Linked DNA regions of Mus musculus: regions 1 and 3 are each linked to region 2. Evidence: chromatin contacts called from public ChIA-PET data. All regions are on one chromosome and are shown on one strand. The core of a region is the stretch at or near the end of the contact, and the rest is flanking DNA. Distances in the headings are between cores, read along the strand shown.

What was found. ChIA-PET counts read pairs in DNA pulled down with a chosen protein or histone mark.
Region 1: an RNA polymerase II ChIA-PET map of memory CD8 T cells shows a contact between it and region 2, with 47 read pairs. The contact joins two enhancer-like sites. A contact is called at or near these places in 4 of 484 Hi-C or Micro-C datasets (the HPC-7 cell line, LSK cells, bone marrow-derived macrophages and 1 more), 3 of 115 datasets of contacts at active chromatin or transcription factors (memory CD8 T cells, stem cell-derived neural progenitor cells and trophoblast stem cells) and 1 of 9 other capture datasets (liver).
Region 3: a contact with region 2 is called in an RNA polymerase II ChIA-PET map of memory CD8 T cells, with 105 read pairs. The contact joins two enhancer-like sites. A contact is called at or near these places in 1 of 39 promoter capture datasets (hippocampal neurons), 2 of 15 datasets of contacts at CTCF or cohesin (CD8 T cells and large pre-B cells), 2 of 484 Hi-C or Micro-C datasets (myocytes and pancreatic cancer cells), 4 of 115 datasets of contacts at active chromatin or transcription factors (embryonic stem cells, large pre-B cells and memory CD8 T cells) and 3 of 9 other capture datasets (adipose tissue, liver and pancreatic islet).

Annotation. Positions count from the first base shown.
Region 1 is chr16:11,650,433-11,654,881 of GRCm38.p6, reverse strand. The region is part of intron 16 of Snx29 (sorting nexin 29); the gene reads right to left. Among named protein-coding and RNA genes, the nearest start is that of Gm32100, 69 kb to the right of the region's middle. Within about 2 kb of position 1,996, at least 58 of the 459 cell types and tissues checked have an H3K27ac peak or open chromatin away from gene starts, as enhancers often do. A contact at or near this core is called in bone marrow-derived macrophages and memory CD8 T cells, where this site is marked.
Region 2 is chr16:11,447,512-11,451,925 of GRCm38.p6, reverse strand. All of the region lies in intron 13 of Snx29 (sorting nexin 29), which reads right to left. Among named protein-coding and RNA genes, the nearest start is that of Snx29, 130 kb to the right of the region's middle. Within about 2 kb of position 2,990, at least 59 of the 459 cell types and tissues checked have an H3K27ac peak or open chromatin away from gene starts, as enhancers often do. A contact at or near this core is called in CD8 T cells, bone marrow-derived macrophages and memory CD8 T cells, where this site is marked.
Region 3 is chr16:11,574,895-11,578,969 of GRCm38.p6, reverse strand. The region is part of intron 15 of Snx29 (sorting nexin 29); the gene reads right to left. Among named protein-coding and RNA genes, the nearest start is that of Gm32100, 6.8 kb to the left of the region's middle. Within about 2 kb of position 1,664, at least 44 of the 459 cell types and tissues checked have an H3K27ac peak or open chromatin away from gene starts, as enhancers often do. A contact at or near this core is called in CD8 T cells and memory CD8 T cells, where this site is marked.

The DNA of each region.
Region 1 (4,449 bases), core at 747-3,246, 200 kb before region 2:
ACACATGTTCCACTATGTTTATAGCAGCCCTATTTATAATAGCTAGAAGCTGGAAAGAACCCAGATGTCCCTCAACAGAGGAATGGATACAGAAAATGTGGTACAGCTACACAATGAAGTACTACTCAGCTATTAAAAACAATGAATTTATGAAATTCTTGGACAAATGGATGTATCTGGAAGATATCATCCTGAGTGAAGTAACCCAATCACAAAAGAAATCACTTGATATGCACTCACTGATAAGTGGATATTAGCCCAGAAACCTAGAATACCCAAGATACAACTTCCAAAACACAAGAAAATCAAGAAGGAATACCAACGCGTGAATACTTCATTCCTCCCTAGACTAGGGAATAAAATATCCATGGAAGGAGTTGCAGAGACAAAGTTTGGTGCTAAGACAAAAGGATGGACCATCCAGAGACTGCCCCACCCGAGGGTCCATCCCATAATCAGCCACCAAACGCAAACACTATTGCATACGCCAGCAAGATTTTGCTGAAGGGACCCTAATATAGCTGTCTCCTGTAAGGCTTTGCCAGTGCCTGGCAAATACAAAAGTGGATGCTCACAGTCATCTATAGCATGGAACACGGGGCCCCCAACATGGAGCTAGAGAAATTACCCAATTAGCTGCAGGGGTCTGCAACCCTATAGGAGGAACAACAATATGAACTAACCAATACCCCCAAAGCTCGTGTCTCTAGCTGCATATGTAGCAGAAGATGGCCTAGTCCGCCATCATTTGGAAGATAGGCCCCTTGGTATAGCAAACTTTGTATGCCCTAGTACAAGGGAACTCCAGGGCCAAAAAGAGGGAGTGTGGGTGGGTAGGGGAGCAGGGTGGGGGTGGGGGTAGATATAGGGGACTTTTAGGATAGCATTTGAAATGTAAATGAAGAAAATATGTAATAAAAATGTGGGAAAAATAAAAATAAAAATAAATAAATAAATAAATAAATGAATGAATAAAAGGGTTGAGGTGTATCTCAGTGACAGGGTGCTTGCCTAGCCTGTATAAGATCTGAGTTCAATCCCAGAGTGCTTAAAAAATATATAGAGTAAGCAATATAAATATAAAACATAGTCACAAGCTGCTTGAATGTCAGGAACAATGAGAAGAACATTTTGGGAGAGCTAGTGGCAAAAACTGAGGCTTGGAAATGGGCTTACAGTGCAGGTTCAGAGAGGCTACCATATACTTTTCAGCCATTTGAAACCATTGGAGTTTTATGCCTGAGTGCAAACTTATGAGATTTCTTGGTTGGTCTTATAAAGGATACAGAACATAGGAAGCAGAACTAAGGTAGGAGGCTGCGATAGCCTTCAGGCAAAAGTATGGTCACGGCCGAGGCCATGAAAGGAATAGAGAGGAAGGAAGGGATTGTCTCAGAATATTGGAAGTTACAAATCTGGGGCCATGGGGATCAACTAGATAGATGCAAAGGAATGATTCCCTGAGTCTCTAGCTTGAGGACATAGTGGGATAGGCTCTATTCTGTGAGGTGGAGAACACTGTAAGTTAATATGAAATAAAACTATGTTCACCTTCAAAAAAAAAAAGAAAAGAAAAGAAAAGAAGAATTGGAGCTTCCATCTAGGAAGCAGATACAAGCCAGGTCTGTTCAGTTCTCTAATGAAAATGAAAATGAAACCAGCTAAAGGTGGAGTCCTGAGGCTTTCGTGTAAGGAAGGCTGGAAGAGACTAGAAGGTGTGCCTTGAAGAGAGAGAGCAGCCCAGCTGTGGAGACAGGAGCAGGAGTGAGTGGGAGCCTGAGTCTTGACCTAAGTGGCTTCACACCAAATGTTAGCCTGCCTTCTTCCTAGTCCCAAGGTCCTGAGCAAATCAGTTCTGAGATACACTGTGATGGACAGATTCAGAATCATCTAGATTGGTGAGGCACACCTTTGGGTGTGCTTGTGAGGGATTTTCTAGAAGCAGTTAGCTGAGAGCTCTGTGTACAGAAGATTCAGGAAGCAGACAGACTTCTGCCTTGTCACTGGGCAGACTCCACTCTCACAAGGCAGCACCAAGTTCCTCACTTGTCCAAGGTCTTACTGGACTGGGCTCTTGTGTCACATTGCTGTTTTTGTGACTATCACTTTCTGTAGGTAGCTGGAAAGAGCTGATATAACATATTCAGAAGGCAGGAGGCTGCAAGTACCGAGATCACTTAAAAAACAAAACAAAAAAAAAAAGCCATCCTTTAAGAAGGAACCTTTTGCCAAAATTTACCTAGAAGCAACAAGCCCACACCATCTAAAATGTTTGCCAGAGATCATCCCTCAGGCAGCAGGTGGTAGCTCAGTGGTAGAGCATTTGCCAGCATGGAGAAGGCCCTGTATTCCATCCCCAGTATAAACCAAAACCAAATCTCAAGTGTCCTTGATTATAGAAGTTAAAATATATAAACTATTCAACTATTTTAACAATGTTAGCTACAGAAAAAGGCCATGTAAGGAGGCATCTTAAAACAATTTTTAAAGAGAGCAAGAGAGTGAGAGAGCATGCACTATCCTAGATAATATACAACAAGCAGTTGACAGGAGCTGTCACTGCCAACAGGTGGAGAGTGAGCTTGAGAGCCTCAGCTTCCGTAAGATGGAATGAGCCATCTTCTGAGATGCTTCTCGAGAATGAGTTGACTTTCTCTACATTATGCAAAGATCTATGAGACAGATCTGGTTCAGATGCAAGCCTAACTCAACTAGGGCACCAACATGGAGAGGTGAGACCTACCTAGTACCTGTGCCTGCTTTTGCATCCAAAACCTGCAGATGTGAAACTCAAGGTATTGATGGCAAACGTGCCCCGTGGACCTGGGGTAGAACTGGGCCACCATTCATCACTACAGCCATTTTGTGGTGGTGTTGTTTTGAGATAGGTTCTCATGTAGCCCAGGCTGGCCTTGAGTTCTCCATATAGACGAGGATGACCTTGAACTTTTGATCCTCCTGACTCTGCCTTTCCAGGGCTGATTTATGCAGTACTGGCAATGGAAGCTAGGCCTTTATGCATGTTCAGCAAGCACTCTGTCAAGTGAGCTACATTTCCAGCCTCTTAGAATGCATTTTGAAACACAGTACTACCAGTTAAAAACCTTAAATAAAAGTGTGATAGCTACTCAAAGTGTACTTTGATAAAAGTTTAATAGCATACATAAAAGCTTGGTCTTTTTCAAAAGCAATGAGGGAATACACGTGGCCAGTATGGTCTCTAAGTGTAAGAATGTGTGTGTGTCAATACTGTTAGAACAAAATACAACTAGAAGATGACAGCAAATTCAGATGAGGCTGAACTACCTATTTTAAGCACTTCTGCAGTATTCTGTAATGATGGTATTTCCATTGATACACATTGTAGGATAATCTGTGTATCTATCATATTATTAAGGTAAATATTCTTTCTCCAGCTTCTTCTGGCCCTCTTGCAGCTTACTAAGTTACAGAGAGTCGGATGGGAGAGATTTTGCCTTCAGAGTCACTGGAACATGTGGGATGGGCCAAGACAGAGCCAGGACTATGAAGCCATGCGCCCTGCTCCTCACCCCAGTGGCACAGAAGTGCAGTACAGACAGACACAACCAGCACTGAGTGATGGAGGAGCAGCTCTCAGCCACTGCTCCTCCTTGAATCTTCTCCCAGGGCCTGAGGCTAGGGACAGCTGTTCAGGCCTGAGGAAGGGCTTATTGGCTGTAAGGATACCAGGCAGCAGTGCATTAGAGCTACCATCTTAAAGACAGCATCCCCAGAAAGTGTACCTCAGAAGAGCCTCTCAGTGTGCTCGTTCCACAAAGCAGACACCAAGGGCAAACCAGAGGGGAGGAAAGGAGAAGACAGGGGCAGGCATTAAGCTGCCATTACAGAGCAGAGCACTTCCTCAAGGAGGAAGTGGCACCAGGTGTTTTCCTGACAGTAAGTGTCCCTCGGGGACGATAGTTTTCTGGGAACCTTCCAGACAGTGAATATAAGTGCTCAGAGGCATGTAAGTCCTGCCAGCTTAGAGGCTTTTCTTCTAATTCTGTGGCATTATCAGGATCAGGAAGCCAGGAGATATTTATGTGTCTTCCTGAATACTGGAGAGGCTACTTGGAAGAAAAGCCTGTGTGTGTCCTTGGGAACCTTTAGGGGAGCCAGGCTGGCAACCAGGCCAGGCTCTGCACCAACTATAGAGGTGGTGGAGAGTCAAGGTCAAGGTCTATGTAAAGTTTATCTGTTCTGCTATCTCTATCTGTCCAAAGTGATGCCAGATCTCCACTGGGGCTCACACCAATGCCCATAAGCTACTCTTTCTTTCTTAGTGCTGAAGATACCATTTAGACACCACACACACTCCCCTACTAAGTTATATCCCAGTTTCTTTATTTTGTACTTTTAGACAGGTCTTACTAAATTACCAGAGATAGCCTTGAACGTACCTGGAGCTCAGGCAGGCTTTGAACTTGG
Region 2 (4,414 bases), core at 1,741-4,240:
CCCTGCTTCTCTTGAGATCCCTGAAGTATCAGGAGGAAGCTGAAACCTGGAGATGGTGGTGGGCAGCTTTTGAAATGGTCCCCACTGACTCTGATCCTGATAGTCATCCCTAGTGTCATGGCTTCCCACACTGCCGGGCTGTTCTGTGTATCTATAGAACTCAGCGTGCTCTCCAAGGTGACAGAAACCTCGAGACCTCCACCTGGAGCATGTTCTTTCTCTATGGGAGCCACATTGAACAGCCTACAGAAACCTTCAGATTAAGGACCCTAGGCCTCTTATTGACAGACAGACAGACAGACAGAAGACACCAGCCCCTAGTCTGAGACAAGCCTGAGTACACCAACTCTAGCCAGCAACTCAACTTCTACCTCCTGAAAGACCCCTCCCCATCCATTCGCAGACACCTCACTCCCAGAAATCGTGGAAAATTCTAAACACTTGCTGTTTCTGGAGACCAAATTAAGAGATGATTTATCACACAAGAGACAGCTAGCATGATGAGCAGAGATAGAAAATTGTCCTTAGAGTGACCCAATGACTTTGACCCTGTTCTCTAATTGGGAGACTCAATCCCTGATGCAGTAGCAATGCTGAGAGGTGGCCCTTAGGAACTGGGCAGGGGCTGGCGAGATGGCACAGCAGCTACTTACGGCTTTTCCAAAAGACCCAAATTTAGGTCCCAGTACCCATGGGGAGGAAAGGAACTCAAGTTCGAGGGCTCCAATGCCTTCTGACCTCCACTGGCACTAGAAATACACTTGGTGCACAGACACACACAAAAGCAAAATATTGAGACACGTAAAAATTTAAGTAATTTTTTAAAGAACTGATCAGGTTACAAGGGCTCCGCCCTCATCCACCACGGCTTAGTACTAAACATGTCTGTTACAAGAGCAGCTCCTCGGCCTCTTTCCTCCCACTCTCCATGATGTGATGGCTTCCATTGCATTCTGACATGCCAGGAGGCCCCTGAAGGTACAGCCCCTCAACCCTAGCCTTCCCAGCTTCTAGAACTATGAGGCAGTTATTTCTGTCCTGTTCCGCAAGACCAGAGACTTCCTTCAAAGGGACTTCTCATGTAAATGTAGTCTTCTCTTCTCTAACATCTGTCTCCCAGCTGGAAGTAAGTCAATGAATTATTTAGAGATGTGACTTACACAGCCTCACTGCACCTGATTATAGTGCTGCCCATCAGGAGTGAGTGGCAGCCGGGCCCAGGAAAGCTCTGCACAAGTTACACGCCCTTGGTCTTTGTTGAGCCATAGCAGAAGCTGAAAGTCATTAACTTTGAGCAAAAGGAATAAGCAAATGCTAAATCTGCAGCGTGTGTTTGTTTCACCACCAAGCACGCAAGGCTGGTGAAACACGTGCGCACACGCATGAACTCTCATCGGGTGCTTAGAACAGACTGTGCTCTTCTGAGCCTGACTAGCCTAGCTTTTCATCCTTCATCTGTTGCTATTAGAATGCACCTTTGATTAGACAAGGTTTCAGTTAACTAATTAATAAAAAGTGATGGTAGTTAGCATGTATTATCTTCATACAAAGCATATTTTCTGAAGCAAAAATGGTCTCTCATGGTCTCTTTTTATCCATGTGATAATTCATTCAAGTTTTCTTTCTCCCATTTTACAAATAAAGACATTTAAAGAGGTTAGGAGCTCACCTAAGGTCACCTAACTAACACGCTGGCCCCTAAGTCCAATGCCAGAAACTGTACCCTAAACCACTAAGCCACCTGTGTTATAGATCTTGCCACCTGAGCTGGAGAGTGGGGTCAGGGGTTAGAAGAGGGGGCCAGCACATACATGAGCCTCAGCCTATGATAGTCACTCCCCCATGGTGACTGTAGCACACAGCCCTTCTAGCTACCAAGCAACAAGTGACTGAGCAGACCCACTCGCCCGCCAGTGTGGCCAGCTGCTCAGGGGGGTTTCTCCCACTTTCTCTTTTTGAAGAATTTGTCTGTTCTACAGATGTCCTTCCACCTGCAAACTGCCAACTTCCAAGTGCCTGAAACAGTTCTTGCATAACTGGGAAGACTTCACATTATAAACCTCGGTCTCTATCCCATGTGTAGCATAAATTGTTCTCTGGGATTACCACAGCTAAAAAGAGCACTCAATATAAAACACGCACAGCAGCTTGTCAATCGTCTCAAGACTCCAGCAGCCTTCCTCCTCTGTCCACGTCAGTGGATAGGACCATCCTCTCCCACACAGGTGAGGAAGAAGCTGAGCAAGTCACCCAGAAACACAATTTCCAGGAATGGAGCCAGGGCTAAGCTGACTCCTAACACAAGCCAACACAATGAAGGGACCATAGCCCTATCCTGTTACGATGTTCAAAGCCAGTGTCTCTGAAGACTTGAGTCATCGAGCCAGGATACACCACAGAGCTCCAGTGAGGTCACGTGAGATGGAAGACCAGTGAAGAAATGCACAATAGGAACTAATTACTCTACTTCTGACTACCTCTGACCTGGCTCTGATGTCCTAGAGCAGGGCTTCTCAGCCTTCCTAATGCTGTGACCCTTTGATACAGTTTCTCAGGAGGTGGTGACCCCCATACACACACAACATTAAATTATTTTTGTTGCTACTTCATAACTGTAATTTTACCACTACTATGAATCATAATGTAAAAGGCTGTATTTTCTGATGGTCTTAGTTGACCTCTGTGAAAAGGGTAGTTAGAATGCCCCACCAAAGGGGTCATGGCCCACAGGTTGTTAGGATGCAAAGAGAAGAAGCTCAAAGAATGGAATGTAGAAAGGAGGTCACAGGACTGTGCTGAATTACAGGAACATGAAAAGTACTCACGCCACATCACCGAACACAGCCTCTGGACATACCCCAAAGAACCACCAATGTTAGTGTTTTAGCATGAAATGTCCCCCACAGGATCACGTGTTTAGTACTGGGTCCCCAGGTGTGGGAGGTGTGGGGAGGTTATAGAACCTTTAGAGTACAGTCTAGGAAAAAGAAGTGGGTCTTGGTACATTTCTGGTACCAATGTGAGCCCTCTGCTTTCTGTCTGCTGCGGTGATGTCAGCAGCCACATTACCACTTCCTGTCTGCTGTGGTGATGTCAGCAGCCACATTACCACTTCCTGTCTGCTGTGGTGATGTCAGCAGCCACATTACCACTTCCTGTCTGCTGTGGTGATGTTAGTTCTTCCCTAAGTGGCATCTGTCAGATAGATGTTTTGTCACAGTAGACGCTGCTCACGTCACCGAAAATGGGGAAAACTGGGAACAGTCCAAGTGCTAAACTGACCAATTAGTGTGGTCAATTTAATATGCTACATTAGTTCAATGAAATACCACACACAGGTCTACACAAACGGCTAACCTCAAACTGCCTTACAGTAAGAGGTGGCAGGGGAGACAAGATGAGGAACGATGGGGAGTCAGCCGCACATGCAGGGGATATGCATGCCCACAGGAGAATGCACTCAGGAAAAAGAATGGTGCTCTCATAGGAGGTGGGAATTTTAATTCATCATGTTTTATCTAATAAGATATAAATGACATCACAGAAAAAATAATTAGTGCCTCTTAAAATAAGCTTAGTAACATTTATAATTATAGAAATGCTCTTGAAAAATGACCCACCAGCCTAATTTTTCTCCTGTAATATTATAAGACCCGAAACCTTGCTCCCACAAGAAGAGCTGGGAGCAGCACCATTTACCGCAATGCTGTGGGGCCCATTCAGCTCAGTACCTGTGAAGGACACAGCCTGCACATGCCTGCACTCTGACCAGCAAGTCCAGAACCGCTTCCAGCAAACACACTCAAGTGGGAACACAGTGGCAGACACTCAGGTTATGCACCGGGAAGTATCACAGAAGACAAAATGTCCTTACTGTCCACTACGAGCAGACTGGTTAACCCAATCCTAATACAGTCAGGCCAGAACACACCAGGAGCTACTAGAAAGAAGATGGCAACCCTGGGCACACCCCTCCAGAACCTGCCTGGAATGTAGTGTGAAGAAGAGGGGAAGAATACTCATATGTACATAAATCTGCCTCGTGCACACGGAATCCCGGGATTGGCTATGGTTAAGACAGCAGGGAGCAAACTGAGGGGCAGGAAAGGGAAAACACCCAGCAGTTAACCTCCTGACTCACACATGCATGTGTGTCCCTCATTCAAACAAGTGCGTCAGGTGAAAATGCACAACTGTAGCTTCCTTTGGTACTCCCTTTCTGGTTTTCTAGAAGTATGAATGAGCTGTGCTGGCACATGCTTGCAATCCCTGCACTTGGAGACCAAGGCAGGAGGATGCCAAGTGTGAGGCCTGCCTGGGCACCATGCACAGCAAGGCCTTTCTTCAGAGACAAATGGGAAAGAAGGTGTGTGTGGGATTGGCTCACATTCTTGCCTCCCCGCCTGGCCCCGTC
Region 3 (4,075 bases), core at 415-2,914, 130 kb before region 2:
AGTCACATCAGCTGTCTGCTCTCTGAAGTTTGTCGCTCTACCCTCAAGCAGCAGGCTTTTCAAGTAAAACAAAGGCCAGCTTATCTGGTGCTCACAACAGCCCTGATCCCTCCCAAGGTGTGCCCAGCACCAACAGAACAGCCCTGAACCTCTTCCATCAAGACCAGGCGACTCTGGCTTCAGGAAGCTTCTTCCTGCATAAAGGGAGAAACCTAACAGAGACTCAAAATACTGGAGGGCTGAGGAGCTGAAATCAGCCACTATAATTACCAATATTTTTATCTGTTGTCCAAAAGAAGAGCCTTGGATCATCTTCCAAGTGTGTCTCTGTGGAAGTTCGCCTACTCCTTCCTAAGTACTCCAGACTCCCGGTCAGAGGCAGGCCCAGATTCCAGGCCGCCACAAAGACAAAACCAACACTTAGGCATCTGAGCAGCCTCCTCCATCTCTGGTTGGATTTTTTAGACAGAGTCTCAACTATACAACCCAGGTTGGCCTCAAACTCAGGATCCTCCTGCCTCCGCCTCCCAGGTGCTAGGATCACAAGTGTATTACATTATACCCAAATGAGACAAAGAGAATCCCTTATCTGCTATGAGGAAGGAGAAAGCACATGGCTCAGATGAGGAGCTACAAGCAGAAGAGTGCTGGCAACCCAGGAGCAGCACAGCATCTCCAGGGACTAAGATGAGCTGAGGAATCAGTGCTCACTGCTGCTGGCTGCTGAACAGAGGCTGCACTCCTGCATACCTCAGGATCCATGAAGAAAAGGAGGGCAGAGTGCTTGGAACTTCTGCTCTACCAAGACACAGGCCACGATGAGAAGGACACAGAGCTTCTTCTTGCCCTAACCAGGCTCTGCTAAAGTCCCAGAGTAGAGCTCAAGGAGGGCAACTGGTCACACTCCACTGAGAGCCTGAGGCTTAGTGAGGCCCAACAGGAAGTGGTAGATCAGAACTCCTCTGACTTTGTGGCATCAAGTGTCCTCCAAGCCACCAAACTCCAGAATTCAATGTCAAGAAGAAGAAGGATCAAAATCTGAATGCTGCCCACATCTTACATTTCCTGGAAGCCAAAATGGACTGGCCAACTCTAGGGAGATTCGGTGAAACCACAGGAATTACTTAAAAGAGAGAAAGAAGTAAGAGTCTTAGATGTATCCAATGTCTTTGAACTTCAAAACCTCTAGTGAGAAAAAAAATCTGAAGTTTCAGATCTTCAAGAGAGAGGGGAAGGTTTACAAAGAAAATTGTGAGCACGGTTACTGGAAGTCCAAAGGAGGAGGGAGGAGCCATGCAAAACAGCTGTAGTGAGGTGCTAACCTCTGCTGAGCTGCCTTAAAGCCTTGCTCCAGACAGTGCATGACTCTTCCCTGAAGCCTCCCCAGGATCACCACCTCCTTAATCTTTGGCCTGGTCTTGGGATAATGAATGCCTGCTCTCTCTACATCTAAGAAATTTGATGGCTTTGCCACTAAAGCCACTATGCAGTGAAGAAAACAGAACTCCATCTAGAGGAGTAAAGGCCACTGAAGGAGCATCAGGACTTCTTCTTTACCACTGCCAGCTCTATCAAAGGCTCATGGGCATGGAAGGCCAGAAGACAGGACAGAAGAGGAGGCACAGGCTGGCTGCTAAGACAGTGCTCATAAAGCTGTGTAAGAGCCTGCTGCTCTGGGCCCTAAGCTTAGCTTCCCTCAACCCTGAGCATCAAAAGAGAGCCTACCTCCTCTACAGAGCTGAAGTCTTTTGTCTTTCTTTTTGCTTTTTATTTGTCATGCTGGGGATTGAACCTGGGGCTTCAACCACACCAGGCAAGTGCTCTCTCCTGAGCCATGCGCTCCTATTAGACATCTAATCCCTGCCATCAGAGGCCACATTTGGGACTTCTCTATCAGCCTAATCTGGGGCTCCACATTTAACACCCTACACATATTTCACAGGGTACCTAAATTCACTTAGTAGACTGTTGTTGGTATGTGTTTATGGAGCACCAACTGCATGCTGAAGCTGAGGTACTTAACAGACTCATGGCCAGAAAAGCTCTGTCCACATTAACCCCAAGGAGCTCCAGGTCACTGGAGCATAAAATAACACAAAATATCTGTTAGACAGATTGTCACCTTCTTCTAGAGCTAGGCATTGCAATGTCATCCCTCCCCCTCCTCATCCTCCTCTAGGCCCATCTCAAACACTAATGCTGCACAGAATCCATTAGCTGCCACTGCTTGTCATACAATGTACTAAGTCCCCCCGCATCTCACTCTAGAATGCCATCAGTGAGTGTCCCTTCTGTTCTGTCACATGACCCCTTTTCCTTCAGTGAGCTCCGGTTCCCAGAGCACAAGCAGAGGTTATAGGTTTGTAACATGGTTTCCTGCTTCTTCCTTGCTGAGAAATCTAGCAAACCAATTGACTTTGCAAAGCTGTGATCAGTAACCACAGAGCACTGGACCTTCTTTAGGTAACTCTTTGGTGGGCATAAGCCATGGGCATGACATCTCAGCTTACTGCCTGGAGCTATAGGCTAAAGAACACACCAGAGAGTCAGATGCTACATCCCCCATGTGTTCTCCTGCTGGATCACCCTACAACTGCCACAGCCCTCCCTTTATAAATCTGTCACCTATGACAAAATACCTGGGAAGGGCAACTTAAGGAAGGAAGGATTTGTTTTTAGCTCACGGCTCACAGCCCATCATGACAGGGAAGCCATGCAGGAACCTGAGACAGCATGTGTGTGTGTCAGGAAAGAAAGATGAGGCTGGTGTATAGCTTACTTTCTCCTTTTCATTCAATCCAGGTCATAGAAGGGTACTGCCCATGTTTAACACAGGCCTTCCCTCCTGTCTTAGTTTCTATTCCTGGACAAAACATCATGACCAAGAAGCAAGTTGGGGAGGAAAGGGTTTATTCGGCTTACACTTCCACATTGCTGTTTATCACTGAAGGAAATCACGACTGGAACTCAAGCAGGTCAGGAAGCAGGAGCTGATGCAGAAACCATAGCAGGATGTTCTTTGGCTTGCTTCCCTTGGCTTGCTCAGCCTGCTCTCTTATAGAGCCAAGACTACCAGCACAGAGATGGCACCACCCACAATGGGCCCTCTCCCCCTTGATCACTAATTGAGAAAATGCCTCGAAGCTGGATCTCATGGAGGCATTTCCCCAACTGAAGCTCCTTTCTCTGTGATAACTCCAGCCTGTGTCAAGTTGACACAAAACTAGCCAGTACACCTCCTCAGTTAAACTAATCTATATAATTCTTCATGGACATGCCTACTAAGTGATCTTAAATCCTGTTAACAAACAATGTTAATCATCAGATTTAGTTTCCAAAGTTCAAACCACAGGTTTCAGAAACAATCTGGAATGCATTTGGAGTTGAGTTGGCTTTGCAGTACTGAGGACCACAGAACCTCATCCAGCTCTGGGACAGTCTTACTACTTCAATCTTCAGCACTGACTGCTTCCTCACTAGTAACAGATGGCTCCAGTACTCACTGGAGCCCAGAGCTGCCCAGGGGCTGGAGTCCAGGTCACCGTGAACAAATGTGTGGTATACATATGCAATGGGGACAAACTCCATGCTTCTAAAGACGGGCAGCAGGAGAGCAGGAGCTCCCTTTACACTGGATGAACCACAGTGTTTGGGATCCTCCAAGTAGTCATAGTATTAGAATAAAAACTATCTCCTCTTGATCCTGCTAAAAAGGAACGATGCTTGGCTGGCAAAGCTCCCTGGCTCCCACTGTACTGGCTCTCTAGTCCACCCCATGAGTGTCCACCACTTTCTGGGTAAACACAGAGCATCACAGAGCTCCTGAAGGGCTCTACTCATGTGAACACAAGGTAGCAGAAGGCTGGTGTAAGACATGCTAAAGCCACAGGAATAGACAGCAGTCACCCCCTTCCTAATCAGAGAAGAAAAAAAAAGCTATCAGGATAGAAAATGCTAGTTGAGGGTCTGGGAACAGCCACACAAGCTTGAGGACTCCAGTTTGACCCCCAAAACTCACACAAAAAGAGGTGTAGTGGTGCAACCTCAGTACAGAGGACAGAGAGAATGGAGAGCC